4 separate regions of the Mus musculus genome follow, and all the other regions are linked to region 2. A link is a contact called in public Hi-C and promoter capture Hi-C data. All regions are on one chromosome and are shown on one strand. The core of a region is the stretch at or near the end of the contact, and the rest is flanking DNA. Distances in the headings are between cores, read along the strand shown. Region 1 holds the start of Pja2 (praja ring finger ubiquitin ligase 2). Region 2 holds the start of C030034I22Rik (RIKEN cDNA C030034I22 gene). Region 3 holds the start of Fbxl17 (F-box and leucine-rich repeat protein 17). Region 4 holds the start of Fam98a (family with sequence similarity 98, member A).

Region 1 (3,432 bases), core at 21-2,520, 5.1 Mb before region 2:
CGGGAGTCTATGTCCAAGATATATAATTAGAAGAAGCAAGCTTTACACAAATGTGCTCAGCATAGCCCTCACCCCCATCCCTGAAGGAGACAACTCTGCATGTGTGTGTATCTTTCAAGATGCGTTTGTGAAAGCACTTGGAAAGATGACCACCAAACCGAAATACTGGTGGGGCACTGAAGGATGAAAATAGTCACATATTAGTATTTATTTAATACTTCTCTCTTTATACTGCTGAATTTTACACGGAGGGTGCATGTCTGTAATAGAAGAATAAAATTATTTCATATAAAAAGACATGAAATCCAGAAGACAATCACAAACATGTTACGTTTATTTCTGTTATTTTTTTACGTTCCTGTATACACTCATCAAATGACCTGTTAAGTCTTCAGCAATGACTGCCATCTTAAAAGAAATAATAGCAAATATTTCGTGATAAAAATAGAGTAAGGCCTCTTTAAAAAAAAAAAAAAGAATCGTATACTTGACAGAATGAGGATCGTCAAAGCAGTTGTCTATGTAGACATACAATTTTTTTTTTTGTTTTATTTTATTCAACTTGGTCTGGGCAGCTTTCAACTCACCATTTTTAATGTGCGCAAAAAATGATAAACCTGGAGGCATCTTGGGGTGGGGGTGGAGGTGCGGGTGGGGGCGGGGAGGGGAGCCCTGAAGGTGCCTCTGACAGGCGTGCTGGGGCCTAACGCTGACCAAGAAGACGGTAGGCCACTGGCACTGCCTGACAGGGTGCCTGGGCCTCGGTGACAATCGGGGAGGACGCAAATCCGGGAGGCAGGGATGGAAGGCGTGCCGTGCCGGGCCGGGCAGGGGCCCCGCAGGCCTAGTGCGCCACGGTCCTCCGCGGCGGGCCTGAGGGTGGGCGGCACTGGCGGGCCGCGAGGGGCAAGGCGCCGGGTCCTTGACCAGGGCACCAAGGACAGCAGACAGCCGGCGGGAGCGAGCGGGCGGCGGGCGCGGCGGCTCGGGCTAGAGCGCGGCCCCGGGCGGGATGGCCGGAGGCCTCTCAGTCGCCAACCCCACCCACCATGGCCGGCCACGGCTCGGTCCGTTCCTCGGAGACCCCCGAAGCCGAGGCGCCTGGGCAGCGGCTCCCTCACCCAGATCCGCTCTGACAGAATCAGCCAGAATGGAGAGAGAAAAAAATAAAAATTGCCCTCACCGAGATGTGCAGCGGCTCCAGAGCGAGAACAGCGCTCGATCCTCCACCCGCCACCACCGCCTTCTTCTCCGCCTCCGACTCCTCCCCCGCCGAACGCGCAGCGGCTGCAGCGGCGGCGGCGGCGGCGGCGGCGGAAGCAGAGGTGGTGACGGCGGCGGCGGCGGCGGCGCGTCCCGCCCCTTGCGCTGCGAAGGAGGCGGAGGAAGGGAGCGCTTTAGCCCCGCCCCCTGAGGGCGCAGCCAATAGACTTCACGGCCCTCTGCAGGGGGAAAAGCACGCATCCAATCGCAGTCCTAGAAGTAGGCCTACGTCATGGTTGGACGTGGCAGAAAAAGGGAAAATAACTGGGGCTGTCTCTCTGCCTGGCGCCTGCAAGCTCTCTCCCAGGCCCTTCGCGGATTGGCCGAGGAGAGTGGAGACGCGCTTGGCTCCGCCCCCTCTCTGGCCCTGCGCCCGCCCCTGCAGCACTGCGACGTTTGGGCGGGGGCGGGGCGCCGAGGCCCGATCCACTGTCAGGCCTTTTGTGGTTTGGCTGGGAGAAAAGGGCGGGGTCTCCCGAAGGGAAGGGGGTGTGGAGAGCTGAGCGCAGGACTGGCGCAGTTACACTTCTCCCTCCATTCCCGCATGCCCCCCAGCAAAATGGAGGTGCAGAATTCGGTTCCCAAGGCTGTGAGAAGTTACCCAGTATTTGCAATTTGAAGTACAAGAAAAGAAAATCCGAAACCAGTTGCAATTCTGATAGCAGCGAGGGAAAGAAACGTACGAAGAGCTTGTTTGCTGTGGTTCTCTGTGGTGCGTGGTACCCGCCCACCACTGGTCAGACCCTCGCCCTGCTCTCTGATTCTGTTTGTATAAAGCAGCTATAGGTGAGATGTAGATTTGGCCTGACCAGAGTTTAGCAGCTGACAGCTAAGTTATATCGGGTGTCAGGCTCGGAGTTATCAGCTCTCGTCTCATGCAACCAAAATAAATACAACAGCTGGAGTCCCTGGACACCTTGCTTAATTTAAACCCAGTCACAGTTTAAGTTCGTTATGTCAGTGATGCACATGTCCCCTTTTCTCATCCTGAAGCCTGCCTGCTTCTCTGATTACAGCCTAGCTCTCTTCTCTTAACTCCCCGCCCCCACCCCCAGCTTCATCACCCAGAGCTCAAAAGCCCAGGATATATTTATCACGTGGCCTCCCTACCCACACAGATTAAGAGCCCCACTTCTTGTGATGTCCTTTAGCTGTAAAATCTGCCAGTGAACTGAAACTACTTTTTCTACCATCGATGTAAAGAAATGATTCGACATTTCCCATAAAAACACGAGAAATTGCTAGACATTTTGTGAAACCAAGTTTAATTCCCAGAATACCCCAGTAGCATATATTTTACCCGCCCCCCAAATTACTCTTTTACATGTCTCCAAGTCCTTGCTCTCTTGAAAGAGAATGTATATTTTAACTAATTTTCCTTTAGAGTCTTGAAGATTGGTTCAGTTGAACACACTAACAGGTTGGCAGGTGCAGGACTTCTCAAATCTCAATCATTTCCATACCATGTCTGGGTATACTAGAATGAACTACAATCCAGAAGGGAGGGCGCATCTGTGAGAGGTTTTTCTGGTTAGTATGATGTGGGTGAATCCACTTCTAGTCTGGATCTTTGAGTTGGGAAGACATACTCCTGGTTAGATCTTGAGATGGGAAGACACAGGCTTTTGATCCAGATCTTGAGGTAGATAGAAAGGCATACCTTAAATCCAGATCTTGAAACAGGAAGACACACATACCTTTAATCTTGGCCATACCTTCTACTGGGCGTATATAAGGATGGGGAAGAAGAAAGGTTTTTGCTCTTTGCCTGCTTGCTTTTGCCTTAGTAGCACATCCATTCCTTCACTGGCCTTGGAGCCTTCTTCCTCAGGATTCCAGCATCAACAGAAGACCAGCTCAGACACCCAATCTGTGGGACTGAGCAACTACTAGATTCTTGGACTTTCTGTTCACAGATAGCATAGCTATTGTTAGATTAGTTGGACTGCAGTCTATAAGTCATTTCAATAAATACCCTTTATAGATACATATACATTACACACACACACACACACATATGAAAGAAAGATTCGTTCTATAAGCTCTGTGACTCCAGAGAACCCTAACTGATCAGAACTAAACCCTGAATCATGAACTCCTCCTTAAGAGGGTACAATATCAAACATTATCAAATATTATATGCCTATATAATAAAGACACAGTACTCAA
Region 2 (3,156 bases), core at 431-2,930:
TCAATTAGTGATCAAGGGGAGAGAGTCTAGCCCGTGGTAAGTGCTACCACCCCTGGGCTTGTTATCCTGGGTTCTATAAGAAAACAGGAAGAAGCAAGCAAGCATCACTCCTCCATGGCCAAAGGTCAAAATAAGATGTAAAAGATCCTTTTAACTCCTAGACCAGAACACTGATAGATACGCCTTCAAGAATGTATTGGGACAGTAATTTGTATTTTGCTTGAGGAAGCCATAGTTATCAGGAGAAAACGTACATGCAAGTCAGTATAGACATTCTTGTTAAGCTTACTTCATCTCAGTCATTATGTGCACAGGAGGGTGCAAGGATGCCTAGCACACCTCAGTAGTTTTACATACTTTGACCAAAGAGTGTGGACGTCGTGAGAGAGACCCAGGTAGCACTGCAGTTAGGCAGATCTGGGACTGGCTGCTCATGTGTGCTTGGCAGTGGCACCTATCACCCCAGCTCCCATTCTGATACCTATTTGCAGTTCCCTGAACACGAACATTTTAATTCCTCTGGACCTTTTCAACTGCTATCCTTTTGCCTATAGACCAATAATTCCCCCCCCTCACTTTATTCCTGCTGATCCGTTGGATAAACTGTCCTAGGACGCTACCCTGACTCCAACAGCTGGAATAGGCACACCTTTACACTTCCAACACTCTCCCAACTGAAGCAAAATTGCACTGAAGAGTTTCTCCCTCTTCTAGTCATGAACTCCAGGCAGCATTGCCTTTCCCATAGCTCCTCCCCCTGGTGCCTCTCAGTCTGTGCCATACACTTGTCCAACTACAGTTGGACATCAAATAACAATGTGGGCTTTGCCATGCTCTGGAGACTTTTGTATTTTCTTTCCAAGACTCACTACTGATTTGGAAAGCATAAAGGGAGTGTTCAACTTTATAGACTATGAGGAGGGGCAGGTGATAGAATCCAAGTTCAGTAAGGCAAACATTTAAAGAGTCTTTGAGAAACCATGAGGGCAGGCTCAAAGAACTAGAGAGAAATCTAATGCTCTGATTTAATCTTATATTGTACAATAGATCTCTAAGTGTGGCCTCAACTATTGCTGGAAAAATACAAATACAAGTATCTTTCCAATCAGCCTGCTGAGAGAGGTTTCAGTTCTCTTTCTATTGAATAAGCATTATGCTTGGATGCTATATGTGTAACTGGACATCTGCTGAGGTGACTCGCCCAAAGGCTAAGTTGATGGAATCCATTATATACATACTCTCAATGGAACTAGTTTTTCAGTAAAAGAACTTGACACCACTAGCTACACGGAGGCCATCCTAAATGCACCAGGCAATTTCAGTACCCACAAATTTGCTCCCTATTCAAAGTAAAAAGCAAACATCCAATCTCTCTACTGGGGGTAGATTTAGCCTGGAGCCAAGTATTCACTGAGGTAGACAATGTTCCAGAAAGCTGGGAGACAGAAGTGATAGTTTCATGATAAAATTTTATTGAGATGGCTTCCAGGCCAAGGGGGAATCCATTCTTGGTTTGTAAAAGTGTTGAGAAACTGACTTAGCCCTCAGAAGAATGCACATGAATTGCAGAGAAACACAGGAAGTGGTGCAAAGATAAAGGCCTTCAACAAGAGCTGCAATTTTCTTGGAGTATACAAAGAATGAGTTTAAACAAACTTTTTTTTTTTAACTTTTTTTCCTCTTTTCTTTTTTTCTTAAAGATCTTTATAAGCAGAGAAAAACTGCCAGAAAACAGTGAAAGGAGCACAAAATCAGAATAGGGTTGGGGGGACTGCAAAAGCCAATGGTGGTGCTAGCAAGAAGCAATTAGTTTTAGTTTAAGGGAACAAGGCAAGTGGACACAGCTCAGATGGGGTGCTCCACTCATTAGCTCTTTTTTTTTTTTCCTTTTCTCATGAAACGTTATATTCACAATTTTCAGCAGGAAACACCCAACTCGCCCAAGCTGTGTTTCCTGTGTTTTCTAAACGGTATAATACGTTATTACAAAAGAAACAATCCAAACAGCCCTGTGGAGGGGTGAGAAGTAAAGAATAGTTTTATACTTAACCAGACACCAGATTATGAGGTCAAGTCATACAGCATCGTGAGAGATACAAGGAAAAACTGAAAGTGAACGCTTTCTGCCTGAACTTCTCGATCCAAAAAACAACCTTTGAGAAGAGGATGAACCAGAATGTGTAAAACTAAGTAATTCCGGGAGGAAACCCTAAGATGACCTGAGATATTCAGTCCAAGAGGGTGGGTGACACCATTTCAAAGCCAGTCTAAGAAAGGGTGGTTGAGATGCCTCTGGCAAACCCTTTCAACTTCTGAAGGTCCCAGCGCCAAGCGACAAGGGCCCTGGGCAGAGCCAAGGGAGAGCTTGACACAGACGGCCGCGGTCACAGGGCTGGAGAGTTAGGCCCCGGGTCGTGTGGTCTGGCGGATTCTATCCATTTCCGCCCAGGACGGTAAGAAACCCCAGAGACCGAGCCGTGGCGGAGCAGTTGGTCCCCGGTGCAGGAATTCGCTGTCCTCCCAGCACAGTGCACGGCTGGGAACCCGATCAGCCCGCGTGTCAGCTTGGGGCGGAGCCAAGCCTGGTCACCACCGGAAGTGCGTCACTAGAGCGGGCCGGGAGCGCAGGCCGAACCCGGAAGCAGGCCTGGCGTAGGCTGGAGCTTGGGGGAGGCGCCGGGTCTCTGAGATTTAGTGACCGAACTGCCCGCGCGGAGAGGACTGGCGGCGGAGAACTGCAGCAAGAGCAGGAAACCCACGGGACCGCGGACGTGCGCGAGGCTCGAGGCCGTGCTGCACCGAGGGGCTCGACTCGTGGCGCCGAGCGGTCACTTCCGGCCTGCGGGGGGTACTTTTTAAAGGGATAGCGGGTATTTCCGAAGCCACGGGGGCATCGCCACGCCGCGGTGTCGCCGCTGGGGCCGGGGCTTCTGTGGGTTCTAATGATTCTGCCGTACGTGCTTTGCCCTAATTGTCAACTGTTTTGTCAAGTCCGCGTTGGCTCCAAGAGAGACCTTCCCTGACGTTTTCAGTGCCCGCGGAGTGGACAGCCCCGGCGGAGCATCTGACCGCCCGCTCCCCGGCTCCCGCTGCAGCTGTCATTCACGTCGATGATGCTGTTTTCCTTAGAGATCCGAGTGTACAAATGGACTGATG
Region 3 (3,306 bases), core at 192-2,691, 5.9 Mb before region 2:
GGGCTGCTGCTGGGCAGACGAGGGGGCGGTGCCCCCGGCTCGGACTGTGTCCCCGGCGGCGGCCACGATGGGGGCACACTCTGAGGCGGGAGAGGCGGGCGCGGGGCAGAGCGGCGGCGGGGGCTGCTCCGGGGCCTGGCAGCAGCCGGCATCGGGCGGCCGCGGCGGCGAGGCACCTCCTCCCGCGGGCCCTCCCCCGCCGCCGCCGCCCCCGCCGCAGCCCCCGCAGCCGCAACGGGGCTGCTTGCAGGGGGTGCAGGCGGGGACCCCGGCCCCTTTCCGCTTGCAAACCATCTCGAGGGCCGTGGCGGGCTCGGCCTGCGGCGGCGGCGCCGGCGGTGCCCGGAAGAGCTGCACGGCGGCCAGCGGTCCCAGGAAGCGCACGGGCCCCACGCCGGCCAGGAAGAGGCTCCGGCCCTGCTGCTCCCAGGCGGCGGCGGCGGCCAGCCCCAGCTCCTTGCAGCAGGACGCGGGCGACGAGGCAGCGGCGGCGGCGGCGGCGGCCGAGGACAGCAGGAAGCGGCGTGCGGCGGCGGCGCAGTCCTCGGCGGCCAGGGCCGCGTAGCGCCGCGCCAAGTGCTGCGAGGAGACGGCGGCGTAGGCCCCGTCCCGCGGCGGCGGCGGCGGTGGCGAGAGCGGCGGCTCCTCCTCTAGGCCGGCGGAGGCGGGCGCGCCGGGGCTGTGCACGATGAAGCAGAGCATGCAGGGCCCGCGGAAGAAGCAGTCCCGGCTCCGGGGCGCCGCGGGCTGCGGGGACGCCTTGGCCAGAGCCCGGCGGGGCAGTCTGAGGAGAGGGCGCCGGCGGCGACACCAGCTGCAGCAGCGAGGCCTCTTCTGGCTCGGGCGGTTACGCGGCTCCTTCGAGAGAAGGTGGCCCATATAGAAGGCCCCGAGGAGGGCGACCGGGACGGGGCGGGAGAGGGAGGCCCGAGGGGCGGGCTCCGGCGGCGGGGCAGGCCGCTGGCTGGGTCGCCCGCGCCGCGCACCCGGCACACGCGACGGCGGGGGTGGGCGTCAGCTGCGGGCCGCCCGGGTGCCCGACGCGGGCTACATGCTTTGCCCCCCGGGGAGCCGGGAGGAGGACGGGCGCGAGCTGTGGGGACGCGAGGGAGGGAAGCGAGTCTGCCGGCCAGGCCAGCCGGTTCAGTCAGTCAGCGCCGCGGCGGGGGCAGCGCGGGCCCGACTCGGACCATTTTAACTGCGGCTGGGCCGGCGGCGCGCGAGCCCGCGACACGGCCCGTCGCCGCGGGAGCGCGCCGCCCGCTCCGGGAGGGGGCGGAGCCGCCCGCGGGGGCGCGCGGGTCTCACCCAGGGGCGGGAGCGCCGCCGGGGGAGAAGCGGGGACCTCGGGGCTGCGCGCTGACGGGGCCGCGCACTCCCTCCGGCTGCACACGGAGGTGGCCTGGACGCCTCCGGGCTCACGCCCCTCTCCCGAAGCGGATGGAGACGCTTCCGAGCCAGCTGGGTGACATCCGTTTCCACGGCCGCGCTGACGTCTGGAGGTGTAAGTTCAAGAGCTGCCATTGGCCAGGCTCAGCTTGGCTCTTCCCCTTCACTTCCCACCCCACCATCGCCCTGACTCGGAAACTGAGGCCAATTGAGAACGGAAGAACCAGTTCCACCTGAGAGGCCTGAGCCCTTGGGTGATGGGTGACAGTCCAGTAAGGATCCGTTAGCTAGGTGACTACACTGATTCTACTCCTGTGTCTAGGCACCTGTTGCATACTGCTGCCTTTGCACACAATTGCGGGCTGAAAACATGTATCACGCTGAAAACAGGTATACACGCTGGAAAAAACACTCCAACATTCCAGGCTCCAAGCTCAATGTTACTGTTGTTTGACACCTTGAAATCCAGTCTGTCCACTCTGTGAATATTAGTGTGGTGCCCTTAGGACAGACTTTGGTGGCTAAGGTGGGGAACTAAAACATGCAAGTTGATCAGACTTCAGAAGTCTTAAGTTACAGTGATGACACAGGTTCTCGGATGGGGAGAGGTCAGCTTTCACAGGGGAGAAGGTAGGGAAAGTTAGTTGTCTTAGTCTCTTCTGCTGCTATAACAATGCTACATACAACAGTAAACTATGAAGAAGTTTATCTCGCTCTGGAGGCTTTGGAAAGTAGAATAACATGCAGTGTCAGCTAAGTGGCAGGGTAAAAGCGCCGGAAACTGTCTATCATTTTTTATCGGGAACCTACTCTTGTGGTAACAATTTGTTCCTGGAGGGCGGAACTCTAGTGTCCTCATCACCTCTTAAAGGACCCCCTTAGGAATGTTGCATGCATACTGTTAACAGTAGCAAATTTCAGGGTAAGTTTTGGAGGGAACTTTGAAACCATGCTAAGAGTCCAAAGCAGTGGATCAGGCAGTGGAGAGGACTTTAGAAAAAGTGTCAGTGGGGGGAGTGGCAGAAAAGAAACAAAGGCTGCGAAGAAATGAGGTGATTTGTTTCTGGCAGTTTCTACTCTTCATTAAAAGAAGCCCCACCCCTCCCTGCTGAAGAATATACTCCCTGGGTATATTCAAAAGCTACCGGGGAGAGAGTTGAGGATATCAGAATTTCAAAAACCAATGGGAAAAAGATTTGTCCAGATATTCACATATTTGTTACTCTCAAATGTGCTGTCTGAACTCCTTCACCTACGGATATCCCCCACATGCCCATGGTTCTTCTGCCTGTAATCGAGGAAAGGGTCTTCCAGGCTCTCAGAGCTCCATTCGTGAATCGTCAAGTTATGGCCATCTCGGCTTGGCTCTTTTCTAGAGCAAATGAAGCTAAAATTGTGCAGAAAGTACAGCCCTGTCAGTTTCTTGTAAGTCAAGCATTCGTCTACCCTTTGGCACATAAAGACCCACATCTTGTGTTCACCAAGAGAAATAAAGTCCTGTCTGCAAAAAGACTTGTATGGAAACGCAAATGTACTGATGAGAGCAAAACTCTCAAGGAGCCCAGATGTCTGTCAGTGGGAGAATGAGGAAGCTGGAATATTCAGTGCACCACTACTCTTGAATTAAAAATAAAATAGAATATGAATGGATCTCATAAATGTGTGTTGAATCAGACTGTGGAGTTAGAAACGAGAATGCCTTCCTGATTTTAGCAAGTCCTTTATAGAGAGCCTGGCACCATGCATACCCATCAGGGGCACATATGCACTCGAACTGCAACTTAACGTTTCTAAAGATGAGGTAGGCAGACTCTGAGACTTTTAAGTTTCTGAAGTTCACGGTAGCTATTATAATCCTTAGCCAGTCAGAAGTGAACAAGTTGCCCTTGGTCTTGTTGAATTCTGCCTGAGAAGTGA
Region 4 (3,260 bases), core at 625-3,124, 6.1 Mb after region 2:
GATCTTCACCTGCACGGAATATCCCAGAACTCTTCTGGTTCTACTCCTGCAACACTACCTTTTCAAGGGAAGAGACCCTCCTCGGGGCTTTTCATTGTATGCTTCTCAGAGCTTCCACGTGAACTTATACCCTGAGGAAAACCCCACACTGGCACAGAGCAAGTGTCCCTTAAAAAATGTTTACTGGCCGGGTGTGGTGGCGCACACCTTTAATCCCAGCACTCGGGAGGCAGAGGCAGGCGGATTTCTGAGTTCGAGGCCAGCCTGGTCTACAGAGTGAGTTCCAGGACAGCCAGGACTATACAGAGAAACCTTGTCTCGAAAAACAAAACACACACACACACACACACACAAAAAAAATGTTTACTGAGTAAGCGAATCATCTTTAGACACCCGTTGAAAAGCACCCGTTCCACAGAATAAGGCTTACGTGTGGCCCATTGCAAGAACTAAGTTGGCCAAGTCTGGGCTATGCACAAAATGTGATTCAAAGAAATGACCACAGCGGCTGATGTTCACAGCGATGGTTAGTAAGCTTCCTTTATGGTCAGTACCTACTAGGACACCAAGCTAGTCACATGGGTTGCGCTTTGGCTACCTCAAAGGTGTCCTTCCCTAAAGAAAGGTGTCCCTTAAGAATTTCCATGGCATGGAAAAGCCTAAAGTTAAGCTTTGATTAAGGATTATAGTTAAAAATACAACAATCGGCAGGGCATGGGGGCTCACTCCTTTAATCATAGCTCTCAGGTGCCAGAGGCAGGAGGACCTCGGTGCGTCATTTCTTCTACGCTGATTTTATCCTGAAATAGTTATTCGCAGGCAAATACTTAATCATGCAGGGCTTTTTTTTTTTTTTTTTTTTTTTTTTTTTTTTTTTTTTTTTGCCTAAGAGCCTCTAGGTTCTCAAGTTTAAGCACCTTGATCTGGGTGACCAAACAAGATAAATAAGCCTTATTTCCAAATTCCTAAACACTGAAGACTATGACTGAGAGTCAAGATGCAAATATGCTGATTCTTGGTGGGTGAGGATGACCCTGGAATGCTGGAGTTCAGCGAGGCTGTGCTGGAGGTCTGAAGTCACTGACTGTCATTTCCAAAGCAGGTGGTTGAAAGGTTAGGTGCACAGCTGAGCGGGCTTGAGAGCAGCCGGCTGCATCGCCCAGACGTGCGCTTTGGGAAGCCTAGGTGCATGCAGAGATGACTGAGCAAAGATGATTTTTTTTTTTTTTTGAGAGAGAGAGAGACAGAGAAGTAGGGTGGGGGGTAGAAGCTCAAGAAAGAAGTAGGGAATCTTGGGGCCAAGTAGGAAAGCAGATACAACTTTGGCAAACCATAAAGTGGGGGTAGGGTGGGAGGACGGGAGGCAAGAAGAGAAAGCTTGGGGAGTGGGGGGGTGGTGAGAACCGGAGCCCAGACAATGACACGCATGACTGAGACACGCTGCGGGTAGCTGGGCTGTAGGGGAGCACCGGGGAGGACGAGGGCCGTCGGAGCCCAGTGGGCAGGGTAGGTGTGGACGTGGCACCGGGGGTCCCTGGGCCAGCAGCGGGAAGCTCCGGCGGGAGTCGGGTGCGGAGTGGCAAGGCAGGTGGCTCCGACCGGGCGCCCGAGGAGTTGCCGGGGCTCTAGCAGAGTGGACTTTCAGAAACTCATGCCCCCGCCGTCTTACCCTAGATCTTCCAACGACTCCAAGATGTCAGTCTCCATGAGGTCACACTCCATGCTACTGTGGTATTCAAATTTCCGAGTCGTCAGGCTGCCCTCTCGCCGGCAACGCGTACCCTAGCGCATGCGCTCCTTCCCCGGAACTTCCAAGTCGACAGCTGGCGCCTCAGTCCCCGTATTGCGCATGCCCCGAGCGTGCGCAAGCAGTTTGGTTCCGCCCACTGCCCCCACCTCACCGGCCGAGGAAAAAAAAATGGCCGGGTGTGCGCGTGCCCAGTATGGGGTAGTGAAGCTAGCTGCCCTAAGAAGGGCAGGAAGGCAGGTGGCGTGGCACCGAGGCTGGGAGACTCAGAGACTCAGCCAGGGGGCGCGGAGCTCTTGGAATGCGCATGTGCACAGCTTGGGGCGAGGCAGGCGCGGGAGGAGCAGAAGCAGGATCCAGCCTGGGATTGTAGAGTGACAGCTGTGGTATTGAAGATGCGTGTCCTCCTTTCACCTGCGAGTCACCACAGAAGGGCAAATTTGTGCGTTCCCAGCCACAGCCCAGGGCGGGGTTAGACGGGTCAAAAACAATGAAAGCCAGGAAAATGCCATTTGATTTTTCTTCAGTGTAGCCTCTGGAGTCCACGGTTAGAGAAGTGGCTTTCCTCAGTATGGATGCTTCAGAAAGTTTCTCCAGGGAAAGTTTTTTTTTTTTTTTTTGTCCCTGTCCTCTTGAGTCTGCCCCAGACACCACGCATTTTGTTTTAACGGGAAAGGGCATAACTCCATATCGAATACAATAGGGTATATTTGATTACATGCAGTTTAGACAATGGATCAACTTTTTGTCTCCGTTGACTTTTTTTTTTTTTTTTTTAATACAGGGTTTTATAGAGCCATGGATGGCCTGGAACTCACTATGCAGACCAGGCTGGCTGTGAACTCACAGAGCTCCACCTACCTTTGCCTTCCCAGTGCTGAGATTAAAGGCATCTGCTACCATGCTCAGTGTTGTCATTACTTTTGGCCACCCATGCTTGGGTGTAGCTTTCTATTATGAAAGAACTGTTGAATAAGGAGGAAATCGTTTTCAAAGAGATGATGTAGTTAGAAAATCATATTTATCTATGAATTGCCATGTTGTTATATTGTGTAGTCATTTGGTTTTAAACTTATTCTTACGTTTTATTTTGTAGTTTCCACTTTCATGTCTAATGGATAAGCATTCTCTGTCAGTAGTAATTCATGGTTTAGTTATTTATTTTGTGTAACATGGGTTGGGAGAAGGTTATGCACTAACTGTTCTAGTGACTATCCTCTTGACCCATGAGCGACCTGGCTTCTCCAAGAAAGCTCCCCTAAAGTTAAATATTCTTCAAGGTGTATTCATTGATTCTAATTTCCTGATTGGGAAAAGTTGCAAATCCAGAGCCAAGGTTCTGTCAGACTGTCATTAGTCCCCTTAAGAGCCCACCCTGGCCCATCCTGTGTGACCTAACCTCATTTTGGCTATCAGGTAAAACTTTTGGGATGTGTAAACATCCAAATTAGCTTCTGCCTACTCAAAGCCACAAGTGTCATCAGATAACAGCTAAGTTCTCTCCACATCACTG

Evidence for each region. Promoter capture Hi-C pulls out the DNA fragments that hold promoters and counts their contacts. Hi-C and Micro-C count contacts between places; a contact is called where the count stands out from the background.
Region 1: a contact with region 2 is called in a Hi-C map of CD8 T cells, with 5 times the contacts expected there. The contact joins the promoter of Pja2 here to the promoter of C030034I22Rik in region 2. A contact is called at or near these places in 2 of 484 Hi-C or Micro-C datasets (CD4 T cells and CD8 T cells).
Region 3: a contact with region 2 is called in a Hi-C map of regulatory T cells, with 7 times the contacts expected there. The contact joins the promoter of Fbxl17 here to the promoter of C030034I22Rik in region 2. A contact is called at or near these places in 2 of 484 Hi-C or Micro-C datasets (CD8 T cells and regulatory T cells).
Region 4: a promoter capture Hi-C map of pre-B cells shows a contact between it and region 2, with 4 times the contacts expected there. The contact joins the promoter of Fam98a here to the promoter of C030034I22Rik in region 2. A contact is called at or near these places in 1 of 39 promoter capture datasets (pre-B cells), 1 of 484 Hi-C or Micro-C datasets (CD4 T cells) and 1 of 9 other capture datasets (liver).

The regions. Positions count from the first base shown.
Region 1 is chr17:64,330,613-64,334,044 of GRCm38.p6, forward strand. It overlaps Pja2 (praja ring finger ubiquitin ligase 2), which reads right to left and starts at 1,271. Exons shown (of 10, transcript NM_001025309.1): 1 at 1,184-1,271.
Region 2 is chr17:69,414,767-69,417,922 of GRCm38.p6, forward strand. It overlaps C030034I22Rik (RIKEN cDNA C030034I22 gene), which reads left to right and starts at 1,681. Exons shown (of 1, transcript NR_026848.1): 1 at 1,681-3,156.
Region 3 is chr17:63,499,139-63,502,444 of GRCm38.p6, forward strand. Fbxl17 (F-box and leucine-rich repeat protein 17) reads right to left here and starts at 1,442. Exons shown (of 9, transcript NM_015794.1): 1 at 1-1,442. The coding sequence starts at 879.
Region 4 is chr17:75,550,072-75,553,331 of GRCm38.p6, forward strand. Fam98a (family with sequence similarity 98, member A) reads right to left here and starts at 1,875. Exons shown (of 8, transcript NM_133747.2): 1 at 1,670-1,875. The coding sequence starts at 1,722.